Regions from separate parts of the Gossypium hirsutum genome. Here all the other regions are linked to region 4. Evidence: chromatin contacts called from public Hi-C data. All regions are on one chromosome and are shown on one strand. The core of a region is the stretch at or near the end of the contact, and the rest is flanking DNA. Distances in the headings are between cores, read along the strand shown. Region 1 has its middle 74 kb from the start of LOC107947819. Region 2 has its middle 13 kb from the start of LOC107947889. Region 3 holds the start of LOC121204573 (probable indole-3-pyruvate monooxygenase YUCCA10). Region 4 holds the start of LOC121204571 (brassinosteroid-responsive RING protein 1).

Evidence for each region. A called contact is a pair of places that touch in the nucleus more often than the background predicts.
Region 1: a contact with region 4 is called in a Hi-C map of leaf, with 2.4 times the contacts expected there. The contact joins the enhancer-like site here to the promoter of LOC121204571 in region 4. A contact is called at or near these places in 2 of 34 Hi-C or Micro-C datasets (both in leaf).
Region 2: a Hi-C map of leaf shows a contact between it and region 4, with 2.8 times the contacts expected there. The contact joins the enhancer-like site here to the promoter of LOC121204571 in region 4. A contact is called at or near these places in 3 of 34 Hi-C or Micro-C datasets (callus and leaf).
Region 3: a contact with region 4 is called in a Hi-C map of leaf, with 1.7 times the contacts expected there. The contact joins the promoter of LOC121204573 here to the promoter of LOC121204571 in region 4. A contact is called at or near these places in 2 of 34 Hi-C or Micro-C datasets (both in leaf).

The regions. Positions count from the first base shown.
Region 1 is chrA08:92,229,087-92,234,855 of Gossypium_hirsutum_v2.1, reverse strand. It overlaps the pseudogene LOC107947826. Among protein-coding and RNA genes, the nearest start is that of LOC107947819, 74 kb to the right of the region's middle. Within about 2 kb of position 3,120, at least 7 of the 9 cell types and tissues checked have an H3K27ac peak or open chromatin away from gene starts, as enhancers often do. A contact at or near this core is called in leaf, where this site is marked.
Region 2 is chrA08:92,899,787-92,904,907 of Gossypium_hirsutum_v2.1, reverse strand. No RefSeq gene overlaps it. Among protein-coding and RNA genes, the nearest start is that of LOC107947889, 13 kb to the left of the region's middle. Within about 2 kb of position 1,502, at least 3 of the 9 cell types and tissues checked have an H3K27ac peak or open chromatin away from gene starts, as enhancers often do. A contact at or near this core is called in leaf, where this site is marked.
Region 3 is chrA08:93,103,633-93,108,839 of Gossypium_hirsutum_v2.1, reverse strand. It overlaps LOC121204573 (probable indole-3-pyruvate monooxygenase YUCCA10), which reads left to right and starts at 2,852. Exons shown (of 4, transcript XM_041074651.1): 1 at 2,852-3,539; 2 at 3,862-4,095; 3 at 5,094-5,207. The coding sequence starts at 2,928.
Region 4 is chrA08:92,607,606-92,613,194 of Gossypium_hirsutum_v2.1, reverse strand. LOC121204571 (brassinosteroid-responsive RING protein 1) reads right to left here and starts at 3,619. Exons shown (of 1, transcript XM_041074649.1): 1 at 2,622-3,619. The coding sequence starts at 3,336. The coding sequence ends at 2,836.

The sequences.
Region 1 (5,769 bases), core at 1,871-4,370, 380 kb after region 4:
ATCAAATTTTATAATAATGTGGCCTTATATTTAATGCATTCAAAGTTTTTGGAGTAGATAATAGGAAAAAGAAAAAAGAAAAACACCCAAAATCCGTAGAATATAAATTTTGGGACCAAGCTAAGTTAGACATGCCTTGATGCCAAGGGAAACACAGACAGACGACCCTATACTCCAAGCACCCGTACAGACCATTCTCCAATCAAATACCCATAATCACATACACCGATCCATCAATAATAAATTAATTAAAAACTCACACAGTCGATAAAACTATATGCATGCACAGATGCATGCAGTGGTCAACCAGCCATTGAAAACACTTGCATTTTAGCTTTATGACTATCCTATAGGATGGTCCAATATTGTGAACCTAAACTAGAAACTTGGGAAAAGGGTGGAGGTTGATGATGAAGCGAATGGAGCAGCCTATAAAGCTCAAGGATTTTTACAAGCTCAAAAGTATTGTGCTCTGCTCAGGCTCAGATGGGCTCAACTTCCAAAGTTCGCCCGCCTTCTTTTAAATACTCTATTATATATTACAGAAAAAAAATTGATTTTAAACGGAGGAATCCTAAATTTTAAGAATATATAAATTTATTAAAATATAATATTAGCATTAAAAAAATCACAAGTTAATTAATCATTGAAAAAGTAAAAACTCTTTCCGAATAAATAATTCATATTTTGATCTTGTTTTGTAGGTTTAGGAAAATTTTGGGTAAGCGGCGGAGGACCAATTTCTTCTAGACAAGTTAATTAATCATTGACAAAGAAATGTATGCATTAAGTTTTGCTTTTAGACAAGAGGGTCTTGGCCCCAATTTCTTTTAGAAAATTTCAATACCTCTTTGATAATTTTTAATTAGGTCTTAATTTTTTAAAATTATTATTAAATCCTTTAATATTTTTAAAATTTTAATTAAACCCTAAAATTTATTCTCAATACCCCACCATTACTTTTAGAGTAGTAGAAGAAGAAGAGTTAATGCAATGGGGTTAGCCGGTTGTGAAGAACCAAAAAAAAAAAAAAAACAAAGGGGTCAAAATATGATATGATAATATTGAAACCGTGAGGGTGAGAAAGCCTAAGGTTGCCCGTGGATATTAAAGCATTTATTTTATTTTCATCATAAATAAATAAGTAATAATTAAAAATTAAACAAAAATTGTGTTCCCATCTAGGGTGTAATCAAGCCAAGATAAGCTTGAATATTGTCAAGCTCGAGTTTGAGCTTGATACTCAACTCAACCTTAATCAAACTTTTACTTTTAAGCTCGAGTTCAATTCAGGATATAATCAAACTACTCGAGCTCGATTAAACTTGTTTACCAATTTTTGTATTCGAGTTTAAACTCAAGCTTGAGCTCGGTTCAATAATTAAGCTTAAGATTAATAATACATATTAAGGGCAATAATTTAATTTAATAATATACAAATATGAAAAGCTCGATAAAGCTCACAAACCATTCGAGTCAAGTATTACTAAACTCGAATTCGACTCGATTGATAGCTCAAGCTTGGCACAATAATTATTGAATTGAGTTTAAATTTTTTCGACTCGAACTCAAATAACTTGCGAGCACCAATATCTTATTTACACCTCTAGTCCCATCTCATGGGTAATAAAAAGAGTGATAGGTAATAGAGAAATTGATTAAATATTATATGGACAAATAAAAACATTGGACCACACATTTATAGTCATCACTATATTCTCCTCGTGGTTCAGATGGATGTTCTTTCATTTTTTATAAATTCTGAAAAATATATTGATACAATGCTTACTTCTACCCATAAATTTTTTCAACCCTTAAATTGAAAGAAAAACATATTTAACTGTGCTTGAATTCACGTCCACCTCGTTGTTACAATAACAACTGTACCAACAAAGCTAAAGTTATATTTTTAGATTTTATATATTCTGTTCACTTTCTATAACTTTTAAAATATATATTAGTTTTCTAAATATATTTTTATGGATTTTTATATATTTTTTATTTTTACAATTTTGTTAAAAATAATATTTTTGATAATTTTTTAATTGTTATATATTTTGGGATTTTTATATTTTCCTTATATATATATATAAAATACAATACCTACTTCTATGTATAATCCTTCCAACCCTTAAATTGCAAGAAAAACGTGTTTAAATACACTAAAAATCGTGTCCTTTTCATTGTTGCAATAGCAAATGTCCCAACAAAGCTAAAGTTATATTTTTGGATTTTATATATTTCTTTCCTTTTTTATATTTTAAAAATTCATATTAGATTTATAATATATTTTCATGGATTTTTGTGGATTTTTATATTTTATATTTTTTTGTTAAAAAGTACATATATATATTTGAATTTTTTTAAAATTGTTATATATTTTTAGGTTATTTTATATTTTATGGATTTTTGTATATTTCTTTTACATAAATTATTATATTTTTTAATGTAATTCTTACTTCTATTCGTAAACTTTCTCAACCCTTAATTTGGTGGGAAAATGCACTTAACTGCGCACAAACTCATGTATTCTTTGTTGTTGCAATTATAACAATACCAATAAAGTTAAAGCTATATTTTTGAATTTTTTTATTTTTATATTCTATAATTTTTACGTGTGTTTTTAGATTACATATCTTATTTTTTTTATTTTTAAAGTTATATATTTTGTAAAAAACAAAATGTTTTCATTGGCTAAATTAATTTTCTAACACTTTTTTTTTAAAGGTTTGTTAAATAACTGGACTAAAATTTTATGGGAATGATACTTTAGTGACAATATGGCAAAAAAAATATAGAGGACTAAATCATTAATTAAGCTTAAAAAATTATTTAAGAAAAATTAAATGTGGCGGCTGGTAGTTTTGATAGCGAAATTCTAGGGATTACTTTTATGTGTACCTGCTTTAGTAATTTGGAAAGCAGAATATTATCTTTCTAATCAATATTATTTTACTAGTTCATTAATTTATTCCTTGATTCCAAGTTTATTTTATTGTTCGTTGTGAAATAATTGAGGTGGATGGATGGAGGATTTTTTTTTTTTTTAACTAGGGTAGGATGCCTATTTTGGCTTTTTTCACATCTTTAATGCATTGACCCACTTGAGCTAGAGGGGATATAGAGAAGAAAAGGCATATATGAGAAACTATGATCACGGCTACATACAAGGGTCATCATCCCACCTCTATATCTGATCTGCTATTACAAACTTCGTTAACAAAAGTCTATCTTTGTTTTAATCCTTCGTGGATTGAATCTTGATGGAATTGTAATTGCAGAATCAGCATAAACTTTTTTACCAGTATCTTAGAAGCAAGTGGGCGAGAAGCATAAAAGAAAGGAAGATCAAAAGAACAAAAAAAAAAAAAACTTTGGGTTACATGGTTAGGGAGCTCTGTGAAGATAAACCAAGGAATATTGTCTCATCAACTGGGTTTTGTTACTCAGATGTTTCATCTGGTAGCTCCCATCCGGTGAGTCAGATCCAAGGCTTTGAATCCAACCCAGACCCAGATATCTTCAAGTACTTGGCAACAGGCATGGAGATGATAGGGGTTTCAAAGAATCTACCGCAACAAGGTGACAGCTACACGGTGGTGTGGAAACGGTCCTTGAACAAACATGGAAGCAACCCTGATCCTTCATCCAATACAATCAATGAGTCAACAAGCGATTTCTATCAACATGAATTCCACAAACCTGAGTTCACAGCTGGGATATCTGAAACTGAGACTAGTACTGGGAATCTAATAGTGGGAGCGGAGACAGGTCCTTGGCAAGAGAACAGGTTGCTTGTTGATGATTCTTCTTATAGATGTGTTTTTCCTTGTGAAGAAAACGAGAGGCCAAGTCAGGGTCTTTCACTCTCTTTCATCAAATAATCCTTCGACTATCGGCCTACAGTCTTTCGAACTCAGACAAACCACCAGTCACAGCACTCATGATCAGCAACATGATATGAGGTTTGGTTCAAATGCTGGAGATGGTTTCTTCGAAAAGGCTCCAAATATCCAACAGCAACAACAACAAACCATCCAAAGCGAATTTCTGGAAGAAGCTGCGAATTTACATCATCAGGGGCAGCTCCAAGTGGCGAGTTCAAAGTACTTGGTCCCAACTCAGGAACTTTTGAATGAGTTTTGCAGCCTCGGAACAACGCAAGTTGATGCATCAGAGGAAAAACAGATCCATAAGACCAAACAGTGTGATAATGACAATGGAGCCAGTTCTTCAAGGAAGCAACCCCTTTATTCCCTTAACTTCATGGAGTTGCAGAAAAGAAAAACCAAGCTGCTTTCAATGCTGGAAGAGGTATGACATGTGCATTTCACTTTCAACTTTTGATCCTCAAAGATCGTTACTTTTTCTCCACAACTTTCTTTTTTAAATAAAGAAGTCATGAAATTTTATTTTACTGGGTGTTGATTGAAATGGGGATCTCCCTATTTTGTTTCTTGAACTAATTTATTGACTTGGGTCCTTCCCATAAATGCCGACGCCGTGACAATTCTTGCTTTTCATTTACTTTCAGGAACCTCAAATCCTTTTTCTTTTACCATGCCTTTGTTTTGTATGTATCCCCATGCTTATGTTTCACTCCTGTATCCCTTCCTCTCTTCTCATGTATCTTTAGGTGGATAGAAGATACAGACACTATCGTCATCAAATGAAAGCAGTGGTGTCTTCCTTCGAAACAGCGGCTGGCAGCGGGGCTGCGTCAGTATATTCAGATATAGCCTCCAAGGCCATGTCAAGACATTTTAGATGCTTAAGGGATAGGATTGTTGGTGGGATTCAAGCTACAAGGAAGGCCATGGGAGAAAAAGACCCGGTTGCACCGGGCACAACGAGAGGCGAAACACCAAGGCTGAAGATCATAGATAAAGCTTTGAGGCAACAAAGGTGTTTTCAACAGATGAACATGATGGAGAATCAGCCATGGAGACCCCAAAGAGGCCTACCTGAGAGATCTGTTTCTGTTCTTCGAGCTTGGTTATTTGAGCAGTTTCTTCACCCGTAAATATCTCTATTTCTCTCCTTCCTACTACAAGACTCAATCATTTTATTTTTGTCATCTTATTTCCATCAATAGCTTCCTTTTCCTATATATTTGATTGGGTCAACTTCTCTCTGTTATTTTAATTAATGTAGATTTGATTCCGTTAAGATATATTTATGTATAGGGCCCATCTTTCCCTTACCATCCATGGCTGGTGCCAAGTTTCAATACTAACTACGTATTTCCATTAATTGAAGGTATCCCAGTGATGTTGATAAACATATCTTAGCCTGCCAAACTGGTCTCTCAAGAAGCCAGGCATGTTATTTTATTTTCTTAAACTCCCCATGAATTAATTTATGTTATCGATGGAGCATGTCTTGTTGGGATCTTAAATATTTATTATTATCATATGCAATTATTTTATTTGTATCATATCAAGATATCATAATATTATAGTTGATCATTCGTATAGTTTCTATTCATGTTTCCAATAGGTATCCAATTGGTTCATTAATGCGAGTGTAAGGCTATGGAAACCAATGGTGGAAGAAATGTACATGGAAGAAACGAAGGAGCACGAAAACAACATGGCCTCCTCAGATGCAGTTACTACTATCGATGGTGATGATAATAGTGGGCGGCCTAATCCAATTATTCTTCCCACCGATCAGAAACCCACACCGGACCAGCTCCTTCGAATTGATTCAGAATGTCTATCTTCAATTGTCAGTAGTGACCCAGAAAAAAATGATGCAAAAAGTGCC
Region 2 (5,121 bases), core at 253-2,752, 290 kb before region 4:
TCCCTTTTGAAGGGCCCATCCAACCACTGTCATGATTTTCCCTTTAAAAAGCAATAAGCAATATTTAATTAAGGGTACTCCAGTTGGCATTAGAAATGGAAATCATGATTAAGGAAAACAAAGTTAAATATAATATATACTTTTATATTTCATCTCTCTATTTTATCAATTCCAAAAATAAAAAATAAAAAATTAGCTTCTCTTAATTTACATAAATGGAGAAACTAATTTATTCAAAAACTTTTAAATTTTACTATTAAATTGCTAACTTAAAAATCATTATTTCAACATGAATGAAGAATTGGTATTGTTGGTTAAAGTGGTTGCTGGAACAATAGAAATGTGCAAGTGGTATACAGTCTCAATAAGACAAAACTGTTAAGCACTCTTTAAAGTTGAAAGTGTGATTCAAATAAATAAAAGCGAATTAACTATCAAATTTAATATGCTAAAAATTATAAAATTAAAATGAACACAAAAAATGCAAGTGTTAAAGAGTTTATCACAATTAGCATGCCTGTGATTAAAGATGTTATGGAAATTTCATGGCTAAATTATCATTTATTAACCCTAATCAAAATTAGTAAAATATTTAGCTTAATTAATTATTAAACCTATCTCACATATTTTTATGTTTAATAGACTTAGAATTCATAAGCTAAACATATTACAGGGTTAGGTAAGGTAATAATAATTTTGGTATTATTACAAATTCAATCCACACATGATTGTAGTGTGTCAATTAATTAAAATCTGATTAAGATTTTATGGAAATTAATTTATACATCTCTTTTACATTAAACATGCATAAGAAATTGGTTAAAAGCACAAAACAACTTTTAACAGAATTGAATAAAGTAATCTATGAAAATCAGATCATTTTAACACTAATAAATTTAAGTAGTCATGATTATATTAGAAAGAGAAAAACTTAGTTGAAATCATGTTTATGAATTGAACAAGAACAAAAATTAATATGGAAGAAAAAACTCTAGTTGATTATGGACGTTCCCGAGGCATAAATTGCTTGCTCCCTCCTTGGATCTTCTGTCTTGCTGTCACAACGAAGCCAAGCACCCTTAATATAGTGGAATGATGGCTACTCTCAAGGCCTCACAAAACTCTTTCTCAAGAGGAAGAAAAATGGTATGGAAAAGAGAGAAAAGGAAGCTCAACTGGAGAGAAAATGAAGAATGAATGGGATGCTTTGGAAGGCAAATAAAGGTCCTATTTATACTAGTTGGTGATCGCTAAAAATCGCATTTAGGAGCCTTGAATTTCTCCTGCCATATATTGTGGAGAAAGGGGTTGGGTGGTTTTGCTATAATTAGCTAGATGCTTGAATGTGAAAGCTTAAGAAGTGGAGGGGTTGGAATGGATATGAGGAAAAGTTTAGGGCAGTTTTGCAATTGTTTAAATTAGCTGTTTCAGCTTAAAATAGTTGATTTGGGTCGACTTGGACTGCTCTCTCTCTTGTGGATCCGTCCCCTTCAAGTTGAATTTTATGGGCCCCATTCCCTACATAAAGTTGTCCAATTAAATCACCATAATTGAGAGCTGGGTCAATTGCATTGTAGGAGTCCAAAATTAATTATTTTTTCGGGCGTCCATAGCTGTTAATTAATCAGCTAAAACTTCGAAGATGCCCCAGCAATATTGCGCAAAGCTGCTCAAAATTAACAAAATTACGTAACTTTAATATCAAAATAATTAAATTTCAAGATGTGTCTTAAATCATGTTGAATTTAATTATTTTATAACGCAAGCACAAAATTTGATAAAAAAATATTTAAAATTTGCATGAATTAATGCTTAAAAGATGCTGAAAAAATCTATATATTTCAGTGTTTCATACTTATATTCGAGTTTGTGTAATCAATAGGCATAAGTTTTCAGTCTTAACATATACATATGCATACTATGAGGTAATCTTATTATTATTTTTGCATCTGTTGAATTATGGATGGTTGTATGCGGGACAATATTATTGTTTAGTTTATGGAATATTTTTTACTTATTTATTTTGAGTTTGTTTAATGATGGATTGTATTTGGAAAGGTTATTAATATTTTATATAACTAACGAGTATTTTAGATTTTATATTTATTTATTTATTTATTATTTGTTATCTGTAAATATTTTATATATATCAATTTTTTTAAAAAAAATAACGATAAATCTAAAATGGTACATTAAAATAGATTAATACCAATTCGTACTGGTACTAATAGAAAAATAGCATACTCATCGGTATAGTACTAAATACTTGATATTCATATTAATATATAGAATTGAAATTTACATGATATGTTGGTAATTATTTTTGTAATATTAAAACAAAAGATCATAAATAGTTTGATATATTCTTCACAAAAACTAACACTCACAAGTTACTGCAAATTTTTGTAGTTATCAATACTCTTGTTTATTTAAAAAAATGTCATTAGTACACAATTAAGATAAATAAATAAAAGCAAAACTCAACTTTTAGTAATAAAATAAAGTATAAATTACAAATTTATTTAGTTTAAATTATATAATGGAGGCATAAAATAATCAGCTCGGTGGCTGAGATTCTTTTAGGTTTTTTACATGATTAATGTAAAATAAATAAATATATACGAAAATAGGATAATAAAAATAATATTTACGAGAATAAACAAAATTAACAGTACAATACAGGTGCCGCCTGCCCAATAGGTGGCACCATTTTATTTTATTTTTTAAAAACAATTTTTTTGGGTGCCGCTTGACACATCAGCGGCACCAATATTTAGATCAAAAATACTAATTTTTTTAAACAGTATACAAAGAAATCGAAAAAAATATTTTTTATTGGTACCGCCGATGTGTCAGGCGGCATCCAAAAAGTTTTTAAAATTTTTTTAAGTTGAAATAAAAAAAAAGTTGGTGTTTTAAATTTTTTTCAGGTATTAAAAACAAGGGCTTGTGACTGAAGGGTCACATCTGCGTTAGCCGTCAGGCTGGTGCCGCCGATGTCGTCACATGCTCATGTTTTAATACCTGAAAAAAATTAAAACACCAAAATTTTTTTTCATTTTCAACTAATTTTTTTTAAAAAAAATTATTATTTTTTATTATGAAAGGGAGTTGGTTTGGTCTCCCAACCCCACACATCCATTGCTGTTTCAAAAAATCTTTTGAAGCTCTTTACTCTCTTCAATTGTAGTTTAGTTTTGAAGCTCCTCCTCTCCCTCATTAATTAAGTTTATTAAAAAAAATTAACATTTTAATTGTTTTATATGACAATTTATTTTGTTTCATATGATTTAGTTTAAAATTTTTTTATTGTTAATTTATTAAGTTTTTTATTGTTCTATTTTTTTAGTTTCAAAAAAAATAAAATAAAGAATCAATTTTTTTGCAACAATTCATTTCGATGGTGTTATTTTAAAAACAACTGTTGGTTGTATTTTTGTAACTCATCAAAAAATCGGGATGAGATTCAATAGGAATGTGTCCATTGGTGATATGAAAGGGAATGTCAGTGAAATTTTTTTTGTAACAACCCTATAGTCAGGGGTGTCAGAAAGTGCATTCCCAAGACTCTGTTCCCATAAATCGGATTCCTAAATATTTTTAATAAATATTTACGAAGCTAGTTGTGTAGTTAGTTAGGTTCCGATGAAGTGAATTTGTTTAAATTATAAGTTGATTAACTATGGGGATTAAATTGCATAAGTATTAGAAGTGGATTTATAAAATTAAAATTTATTAAAGGACTAATGTAGTAAACATACATTTACTTAATGTAGTGGACGGCATATGTTATATATATTATAATATTAAGAAATTTTTTAATAACTAAATGAATATATATATATGTGTTATATAATAATGATAATAGTTATCTAATAATAATAGTTATAATGATAATAATTATATTAATAGTATAGTATGTAGAAACATGCAAAATTAAGAAAGAAAAAGAAAAGAAAGGCAGAAAGGAAGAACCATGCACAGCCTAGGCTTCTAAAATTTTCCAAGTTCAATTGGTTAGTTAATTTAGTTCATTTTCATGTAATTTTTATGTTTTTGAAATCTTGGAGTTAATTACTACCCAATCCATGTTGAAATTTTAGCATTGATTATTATTTTAAATGTTGTTAATGTTGAATAGTTTTAGTATTAAGGATTAAATTGATAGGTTTTTAAGCTAGAAATGAAAAAGGATTAAATTGTAGAACAAATTGTAAATTTTTAATAAGGACTAAATTGTGAAAAATTTTAAATTTATGAGTTTAATTGAAAATAGGGAGCTAAATTTAGCTTAAAGTGAAATTAGTATAAAAATATAGGATTAAATGTGAAGAATAAAAATTAGTCTCGGTTTAGGGACTAAATTGGAATTTAGGCAAATGTTGAGTAAAAATTGAAATATTCAATATGAAATTGAATTGTGTTGTATTGATGTATTTTAATTGTTTTAATTCGGTAGCTAACGTTGTACCGGAATCCTCAACTAAAAAGGGGAAGGATAAAATCAATGTCGAATAGCTCAAAATCTATGGTTTGTATTTCTATAAATCAAAACCTAGTTGTTAATTATTATAATTCGATTTAATGCATATGGTAAGTGATTGAGTGAGTACTTGGCATTTTGATAATTGATTAAAATGGGTTGAATTGGTATATACATTATGAATGTCTTGATTAATTGAGTTGAAATTAATATATATGCAAATATGAGAATTGGATATTGGTTGTATTTGAAATGTGAAATTAAACCCTATTAACTGTATCGGGCTGAGTCGAATATAGATGGCATGCCATAGGATAGGAAAAGTTCAAGGATTTCTTCGACATTGAGTTGATGAGGCACTAAGTGCCAATTTGCTTCAGTTTAACCAATGAGACACTGGGTATCAATTTATATAACGTTAGGTGCAGTTATTACTTCGGATTTATCCGATGAGGCATTAGGTGCCAAACTGGTGTGTTGGTTGGATTCGTGTATCCATCTGAATCCGAGTTGTGTTAATAGGGGTAATTAAATAATAAAGTTCTATAATCAATATTGAACGGTATTGTATGTGAATTGTAAATGAGATAGTGAATGAAAAATGAGATATGTTGTGATTAAATGAAATACATGAGTTA
Region 3 (5,207 bases), core at 1,603-4,102, 500 kb before region 4:
TAAATATAAAGATAATATAACATTATTTGATGATTTTGTTTTTTATTTATTTATTAAGAAAACCTTTATGTAGTTTAATCACATAGTGAAACATGGCATAAAATACTGTTGATTGTCAATTAACTTTTAATTGAGTATTATTTATTTCTAAAATTTATATATTTTGAATTATTTATGTTTCTAAAATGTATATATTATAAAAAATAATATTTTATAAATTTGAAATTTCTAAACTTTTATTTCGAAGATTTGTTGAATTTTTTAATATATATTTTAATTTTTCGGTATAGTTTTGTTAAATTTATGTTCTTAAATTTGAATTTGAATTTTTATACATTTATAAATATTTTTTCTAAATAAATATAAATTTTAAAATTTTTATTTTTATTTTGAAATAAATGCGATTTTTATTGTGATGTGAAAACTTTTAACCGAAGATGATAATTTAAATATCACTTCAATCCCAAAGAAAAAAAAAGCAAAATAAAATTCGAAAAAGGTATAATTTAAATATTAATTCATCATTTAAACCTTTTAAAAAAATAAAAATAAAAGCATCGATAACAACAGCATAAAATAATCTGCCGTGTGTGGCATAGACGTCCCTAAAAAGTTGTATGGTTGGAAAAGCAACTGCAAATATCTTCAAATGTTTTATAATTTTAAGGTTAAATCCAAGAATTTATATCTAAATTATCCCTCTACGGAATATTTATATAAAAATTAAATATATTTTTAGTTGAAATAATAAAATTGAAGAAATCAAAGTCGAATTCAAATTTTATTATATGCATGTACCTTTTAGATTTTATATAAAAAATAAAAATATCTTTAAAAATAATATTTATTTCAGATAAAAATATTTTTAAATATTATTTGTTGTTTGGTATAAATAATAACTTTTTAGTAGAGTAATTATTCTGTCTAATATTAATAGAGTAAAAAATTCAACAAGTATATATAAACTAATGCCAAGCGTTTTTTTTAATTATTATTTTATTATACTCTACAAACAAATGACATCAATTTAGATAGATTTTTTTTTACTCCAGCAACAATATATAAAATAATTATATTTTTAAATAAATTTGGGATTAATTCATCATAGAAATTAAGTAAAATTTTTAAATAATAATAGTATGAGTAGATGTTTTTTTTCTTATTTGAATACAAAATTTATATTTTTACGACATTAAAATCGAAAATTATGATTTATTGTAATAACTATCACACCATATTCACTTATAATTAATTTTTTATATAAAATTTTAAAAAAAAATCTAATCTATGAGATTCATACAACAATGTCCTAGGTGTAACTAAAATAGATATTATATATAATAGCTTAAAATATGCTTTTAAGTACTTATTTTTTTTTGTATATTTGAAATTTAATTTTTTTATATTTTAAATTTTAAGTTTAATTGTTAATTCTATTTAAATTTTCTAATAAGTTCACTAATATGATATTTTAAAATAAAAAATATATTCACCAAAAAATCATTTATAACATTACATATTAGACAACAATTCATGCGTAATTTTGAATTTTATCCCTTTTATTAATGGTAACTAATTTTATGAATGAAACTTTAATTTAATAGTAGGGTTAAGATGTTTAGAATTTTGAAATCCCAAATTAAGATCCACTCTTTGTGTAAAACACATATAAATTTTTTTTAAAAATTTATTATAATTTAAATATTATCATGTGTGAGTTATATTTTAATTTTAAATTTATTCTTACTTGATAAGAATTTAATCTTAAATATAATTAATGGAATAATTATAATTTTTTAGGTTTGTAATTTATCCTCAAATTGGGGAAGGTGTCGGTGCCAAACTAATCTATGTGTACACCTAATATTCGTATATTTTGTTTAATTGGTACCAAATTTTGTATTTAATGAATAAAATTTATTTTATTTTGATGTTATTAATATTGGTTTTACAAGAAGATAGTATAATCCAAATGAAAGTGTGTATATCCTAAGAGCATAGGTAAATAAGTTTCCTAATTTAAAAGCACCGCAAGTCAAATCTCAAGTCACTACGTGTAATCACTGCAAATTAACAACACATCTTTATGAGTAATTAAAAATATATATCATTTCCATCATTTTATATTTTTATATCAACTTTTGAAAAATACTTACAAATTATAATATCTTCATTACATCAACTTTTATTATTATAGCTAAAGCCATATTAATCTTTCTTGTAAATTTATAATATAAATTTTTAATTTAATATTCTTAAAATACTCTTAATTAAATTAATGTCATGAGTTAATCAATATCAATTTATAGTTAAAAAAAGCTTAAAACATATTTTTATATAAAGATTTTTATCTTTTTATATAAAATCTTTAAATGAACACGTATTAGAATAACTAAAATCATTAAACCCATTTGTCCAATAACAATTTTATAAATCTTTAAGAAACAATTTTATAAAAGGTAAATTTTACTAATTTTCACTTAATTTGTTTGTCACATAACTATAAAAAGTTACAAAATAGTTATCGAATTTTTTAAATTTATTTTTTTTGGTCACCCAAATTACTCTGTGTAAAAATTAAGAGTTAAGTTTTTTAAAATAAACGCTAAATTACTACAAAATATAAATATTAATGATTAAAATTATTATGTCAATTTTAAAAACTGCCACTATTAATCAGTGATAAAATAATCTTAAAAAATTATCATATACTTCTATTTTTTAAATAGTTTACTATTATCTTTAACCACATTTATCAACCCTTGATCTTCAATCTAAAATCTCCAACCGTAACAAATAATTTCTCAATAAACAATGTGGTACTATAATAGTATAAATATCTGCCCACAGCTGTGTTTCCATCCCCAAGGCAGCGACCCATTCTGCTTGATATCGCGCTACTACATAGCCGGTCATTATCGTCGGGGATGCAAAAAGAACAGGTCATTATCGTCGGAGCGGGCCCTTCGGGGCTGGCCATGGCGGCTTGCCTTAACCACCACTCAATCCCATACATAATCCTTGAAAGAGAAGACTGTATCGCTTCTCTGTGGAAGAAATACGCCTACGACCGTCTCCACCTTCACTTAGACAAGCAATTCTGCGTGCTCCCTCACATGCCCTTCCCCGACTCTTACCCACGTTTCGTCTCCAGACAACAGTTCGTAAGCTACTTAGACGACTACGTTTCTCGTTTTAAGATCAGCCCTTTGTACCGTCGGACCGTCGAGTCAGCAGAGTTCGACGGAGAGACCGGGAAATGGATTGTTAAGGCCAGGAACTTGGGTTCTGGCGAGGTGGAGGAGTTGGAAGGGAGGTTCTTGGTGGTGGCTAGCGGTGAAACGAGCGACCCTTTTACGCCGGTGATTGAAGGGCTTAATACTTTCCCCGGCGATGTTCTTCATTCGACGCGGTTCAGAAATGGGAAGGCGTTTCAAAACCAGAAGGTTTTGGTTGTGGGGTCGGGGAATTCGGGCATGGAGATCGCTTTTGACCTTGCCAATCATGGTGCCCAAACTTCTTTAGTTGTTCGAAGCCCGGTAATTAACAAGTTGAACTTTGGTTCCATAGTCCTCGAATTTCACATAATTTATAATTTTATTAATTATTCTAATAAATTAATAGGATTATTTTTTTCAAATAATGTTGATATAAATCTTTTTGTGATGGAAGTTGTATCTTCAACTTGCTAATGATTTTATTAAAACTAAAATATTAAATAATGTGAAGGGGTCAACTAATGACTTGCCTTGATATCAAATCATTACCAAGGACTAAAACCATATTTAACTTGTAGTTGTTTGTAATGGTTGAAGTGATGAAACCGGTTAAATTACTTGCAATGGTTGATATGTTTTGCAGGTTCACGTTCTTTCAAGGGATATGATTTACTTGGGGTTAATTTTGGTGAAGTATATACGGGTAAACTTGGTGGACTCGTTAATGGTGATGCTTAGCAAGCTTGTTTATGGGGACTTGTCCAAGTACGGAATCTACAGGCCCAAGGAAGGTCCATTTTTCATGAAAGCTGCCTATGGAAAATACCCTATTACTGATATTGGTACATGTAAGAAGATCAAGTCCCAGGAGATTCGGGTAATATTATTGTCATTTTCTCTACCAATTACTATGTTACAACTTCCATTAAAAAAAATGAATTTTTAATTATTGTTGTACATATGGTCAAATCAATCGAACTGAAAATTGATAATATAACCGATTGATTGGTATTCTTGAAGGAAAAAAGGAAATGAGGGTACGAGGGTTTGTAACAATAACGTGAACAAAAAAAGTTGGTGATGTCATTTGCAATTAACAAAGGCCTTTCTTAATTTCCTTAAAACCTAAGAATCTCTGTTACATTTTCAACTCTCTTTTACCCTTTATTTATTCACTGCTTTGGTCAATCATAACCGATTGTGACATGAGTTTTATATTATTTTTTGTCCCCATCTCAATTTTAAAAAATACAAATTAATTATCCTAAAAACTTCTAAAAGATTGTATAAAATTATAATTCTATGTTATCTCTATTCTTTTTTAATAGAAAATAACAAATCAAAATTTTTTTTTGATTTTTAATATTTTTTTGTTAGATTTGAATTTTTTTAAGGAGAAAAAAAAGCTAAAAATTAAGAGGAAAAATTTGATTTATCATTCTCCTATTGAAAATGGATAAATATAACGTGGAATTACAGTTTCATACAATCATTTCTCCCAAAAGTTGCATTTTTTTATATTATAATATATTTTTTTTATGTTGATTGAGCCTTAACTCAATTGATATTGACATCGTCACTAGTATAAGAGAACATGACTTGAGAGGACTTATGGGTAGTTTTAATCATTGTATAAAAATAATATTATATTTTATAAAATCTTTTAAAAGCTAAAAATTCTAATTAAAAATATTAAAATAATTATAAAAATAAAAGAGACTTTGGTAAAATTTTCAAAAGGGGAAAATTTGATATGAGCTTGACTGAAATTTTTAATAAAAAAATTGACTGCCCCCGGCCGGGCCCAATTACGGCATCTTGTTTCGCTTAGATATTTGGTTTTCAAATAATCCAAAAATGCATAATATTTTTCAGGTGTTGCCGTCTATATGTAGCATAAGAGGCAACGAGGTGGTGTTCGAGAACGGCACAACGCATCCCTTCGACACAATCGTCTTCTGCACTGGCTTCAAGCGCTCCACTAATGTC
Region 4 (5,589 bases), core at 2,370-4,869:
TGAAAAGTCAGCCTTTACCAAAGTTTTAAGTTGTAACGTCTTACGTTGTTTTTTGAAAATTAGATGTAATTATTAGATATCCTCTTTTATTTTTAAGAATAGTACAAAAAGAAAAATGAAGTAAGTTTTAAAATGGTTTTTCTCCTGTTGTAATTTTTTTTCAAAGTGTTTATGTATTGAAACATCCGATATCTGGATCCAGTGATTCGGGTCTAGCAGAGGGTGTTACACCAATGGATTCTTTTGAGATCTAATAGCGATTTGTCCTTGAAAGAGTGGTGTGATTCGGATTAGGTTGCTTGTCCATTAACTCCGTATTCACTTACTAGATGGCTTGTCTTTCTGGGACAATCTCCTATTTCCTAGAAAACTAAGTAACAACATATTGTTTCCCATTCTTCTATCGAGGCTGAGTATAGGTCTATGGCTTCCATCACTTATGAGCTCAAATGGTTGAACGCCTTGCTATTGAGCTTAGGTGTTCATTATTCAAAAGCAATTCTTTTATTTTATGATAGTCAATCTGCAATCTGCATTGCATATTGCACTAAAGCTCATATTTCACGAGCGTACTAAACATATTGAAGTGGATTGTCATTTTGTTAGGGATACAATCTAGGATGGGTTCAGTACACTTCTTATGTTCCGACCTCCATTCAGTTCGCTGACATTTTTACAAAGGCGCTTGGTAAACTACAATTTGAATATCTTCTCAACAAGTTGGGCATTTATGATCTTCATGCTCCAACTTGAAGGGGTGTTAATATATTATTATGGGATATTATCTTTTAGCAATTTGATTCTTAATGAGATATTACAGAATATTTTGAGATATTATTTCTTAGCAATTTGATTCCTAATGGGATATTATAAGATATTATTATGGGATATTATATTTTAGCAATTTGATTCCTATGTAACTATTATTGTATAGATATATATATACACCTTTGAGGTCTATCAATAAAATTTAAGAGATTGCCCTATTTTTGTCATCTTTTTTCTTCCGTTGTCACTTTGATTAAAACAGAAGTTCTAGTTGCCTATTCCTCTTTTCCTATTTCAGATTAATTTGAGAAATAAGATATGGAATAAATTATTAGAGAGATGGTTAAAATAAAATATTATAAATTTCAACATTTTGTATAGTAATAATAAATAAAAAGAAAGAAGCAAAATCTACAATTTAGTAAAAGGTAAGCTACATATTTAGTCATTTATGTATGATTTAAATTATATTTTTGTCTAATTTAAATTATATTTTTTCACTGAAATTTAAAACGTTATGATATGGTCACTAACATTATCAAAAGTTACAATAAGATCACCCACGTTATTGATTTGTTACACTTTAGTAACTAAGTTACTAACCATCATTAATGATATTATTAAAAGCTAACATGACACGTTTTATTATCATTTTAGACGAAAACTTTAGATTAGATTGGTCAACTAGTCCCTCCACTTTTTGAGCAATTTAATTCTTTTCTATCTTATTTGATTTTATTTTAACTTCCTTTTTCTTTACAAAATATTTGAGAAACAGAGAAATAGATTTACACAATTAGTTTAAGACCATTAAGTAAGAATTTAATATTTGACCAACATAGACAAATTATAAGATTAGTTGTTAGGTAAAAAAGAAAAGGAAAAATTACTTGTTTACTTAAAACCGTTCAGTCTTTTTTTTTCACATTTTCTTTTATCTCAACCAATTTCTTTCAATATCCTCGCAACATCCTTGCCTTCTAAAATCTTTCGTAAAGAAAAAAGGAAAAAGGAAAGAGAAAGTTAAACGTTAAAAGAAAATAAAAGATAAAGATTTAAATTTCTCGAAATGAAAAAGAAAATATATAGAAATTAGTTATGCAATTTAATCTAAAATTTTCGTCAAAATTATTGATATATTGTGTCAAGTTAATTTATCATTACAATGTTAATGATAATTAATGGTTTTAATAATCAAAATAACTTTTAGTAATCATACAATACTTTTGATAATATAAATGACCATATTATAACTTTCGAAAGTTTGATAACCAACACATAAATTAAACAACACATAAGTAATTAAATTTATATTTTACCCTTAATAAAATTTTATATTCCAACCAAATAAATTAAACATAATAATATAATAATATTCCAAGAAATAATTTTACATTTATTTAACAAAACACATATAACATTTACCATCTACGCATGGAAATTTTAACAGAAGACTTGGGTGATATAAAAGAAAGAAAAAGGAGTAAAGCGATGTATCCACTTCTTTAATTTGGAGATTGACACCAACTATTGAAGTTGTTGCTTGTTTTCAAGTAAATGGAAAGAAGAGAATCCAATTGATTGGATTTTTTAACAGACATTTCATTAATCTCAGCTTTTTGCTATTAATTCCAAAATGCATCTAAAGAAAGGAGGAGAGAAATAGGAGAAGAAAACAATGAAATCCACATAATGTTAATCGTTAATATATTATCAAGTGGGGGAGTTTAAAACAACCCCCAAACACCAAAACTTTGTCCAAACCCTCAATTCCAAATCATTTAGCATCAATTCCATGCCTTAACTACTATTATCATATATAACAAAAAAAAAAGAAAGAAAAGAAGAAGAAGAAGCACAACTATCAAAATCCATTCCAAAAAATAAAGTAGTTTGCAAAAATAAAACAACTCTGCGTTGAATAGCTAAAATTTTCTTTTCCTTCTTTTTTTTTTTCTTCATGGCGGTAATTTCCCGGATTTTCATGTATATATACAAACCAACTCCTTAAAAAGGTGATAAACAAAAAAGCTTCATTTTTTTTTGTTGGGAAGCAGACAGGTATAACTACAAAGCAGTAATTTGAGAATAATCACCAAAGACTTCAGGGATCCCAGAGGCAGCCCACAGCCTCTCATTAAACGTTTGTTGCATATCATCAGGAACAAAACTTGTTCTACAAAGCGGACATGTTTTCTGATCATACCCCATCCAACGGTCTAAACAGCTCCGATGGAAAATATGGCGGCAGTTGGTCAGCCGCCTGATCTCATCCTGCCCTTCGAAGTCGTACAAGCACACGGCGCAGCTCTCCGGCGGGTCAACGAGGTCGGAGAACTTGACGACGGGTAGGAGTTCCCGGATGAGGAGAGCAGATACGGGGGCGGCGGAAGCGTGGTGGGTTTCAGGGGCGTATTCGCCCCAAGGAATGTCAGGTTCGAGGAAATCGGGGAGACCCAAATAGAGGAAGAGAGTGGAAATGAATTTGCGAAGGTAAGCAAGGAGAGAAAGCGTGTGGAGAAGCAATCTTGGAAGAAGAAGCTCGGAGTAGGCTACTGGGAAACCCATGTTTTTGTTCTAACTTTAGATACAATGTGAGATAAGCTATGGTTTCCGACGCTTTGGGTTTTCTTTCTTCTTGAGTGATAGATAAATAGGAAGAGATGGAGAGAGTTGGAGTGAGTATATATAGAGATTTTCCAACTCAAAGAAGCTCACTTCAACAATAAAAGAATATTTTGGATTCATCTTTGTAAGCTTTTGTTTTAAGGTTTAATTTAATTTTAAAAATGTTTATTTTTGTTTTCACAAACAATGAATAAAAATTCCGATAGGAGTGGGTAAAATGAAATGATTAAATAAAAATGATTGTGACCAAACCTAAAATTCAAACCGCACTGCCAACCACCCTTGCTTTTATCATAAAGTTGACAGATTCTTGTGATTTCATTAGGGCATACTTCTTTATTTTTGCCTAATTCTATTTTTATTTATGCATTAATTTTAATTATAATAATACATATGTATTACTTGTAATTGTGACTTAAAAAACAGAGAAAGTTTGGAAAGCAAATAATAACAAGTCCAGTAGAAAGGTACCTTCCAAAAAAAAATTGAAGTTAATTATATATATATATAAATATGAATATAAAATTAAATTTTAATTTTTAATAATTATATAAGTTTTTGGAATTCATACAATTTGAATGTAAATAAAAAGAATATCAAACCTCAAATTCAGACAATTTTTTTTCCTTTGTTAATTCAAATTTCAAAAGAATAGGATTCCATGCAAGGATATTTGTTAAAGCATACTAAAATAAAAGTAAAAAATGAAATTTGAGAGGGCTAAAAGTGAAACCTAATTCTTCAAGAATTTAAATTTTAAGTGAAAGAAATATGTAGTATAAATATCAAATGATGAAATAGGGTGGTCCACAGAAATTAATAAATGAAAGATACATACCATCTAAGCGTTGACAAAGATCGCTGTTATGATTAGTCTTTCTAAAAGGGTTGGTATAAGGGTTTATTTTGTAAAAGAATGTATCAAAATTTTATAAATAGGTTAATTAATTTTTGTATATTAAAAATAGATCAAATTTTTAATAAAATAAATTATTTTGTTTTTTAATTTAATATAAAAAATTAATCTATCTATTTTTTGAGTGAATAGAACAAAATATAATTAATACCATAAACTTACTTATCTCATAAAATATTTACAGGTATCCTCTTCATTAAGTTTGTTGCCTAAACAATAATTGCAATCTTAATTATTTTATTAAGTATTTATTTATGTTAAATTAGTTTTATTTGATAATATCTTTTGATATAACAAATTAATATGTTTTTGAATAAAAATTAAAGTTAAATAAAATTGATAAAATAATAAAATCAAGTCTAAATGGTTTCAATTGTGTTAAACATTTTCAATCAATTTAAAACTGTTTTAAAACAAGTTAGTATTGCTCCATGCCAAAAAGTAGCAACACTATTTGGTCAAATATTAATAATTTTTAAAATATCAATACTCATTTTAAAATCGATATCAAATTGACATTCTGTTTTCAACCAATTCAACTAAGTATCGGTCCAGTATCGATACTTTTCATATGGTATCAATAAAAGCTCATTGGTAGTCACTGAAGTTCGCATTAAATGCAAAAGTTATCAATACATTTTTAGTTGGTATCGATACTCGCTATCATAGGTGAATTAAATGCACTAGTTTTTAGATCCCTAATGGCTCTATTCATATCTCCAACAACCACAACAATTGGAAATTGATTAGGGGTATAAATATCAGCTTTCAGAGATCCTACAACAAGAGAAACCATCAAGCTTAAAGATCAATAAAAAACAACCTTAGTGCTTAATTTTTTCTTACTTTTCTTGTACACACTTGTGAGCTTTCATTGTTATTCTTTAGCTTAAGTGTATTCTTATTTATTTATGCTTAATTGGCAAACTTTTTGATCTTGTAAGGATTACTTCTTAGTTTGATATTTGTTATTCTCTTTAGGAGGATTGAATCTTAAGGTTTGGTGGAGTTGCAATTTCAGATTTTGGGTAGAAATTTTAAGGGAAATTGTAAGGATAAACATTATCCTCAAAGGTTGTCAAATTAGTGAATTTGGAAAAATCCTTAGTTGTGGAAAGCTAAGGTAGTAGAGTAGGCAATTGGGGTCGAACCCCTATAAATCGTTGTGTTCTTTGTTGATTATTTTTTCTTTGCTTCTACAATTTTCTTAAGGGCCAATTCATCTTCCCTCTTGGCGATTTCGAGTTGATCATTCGAACTAATAATTTATTATTATT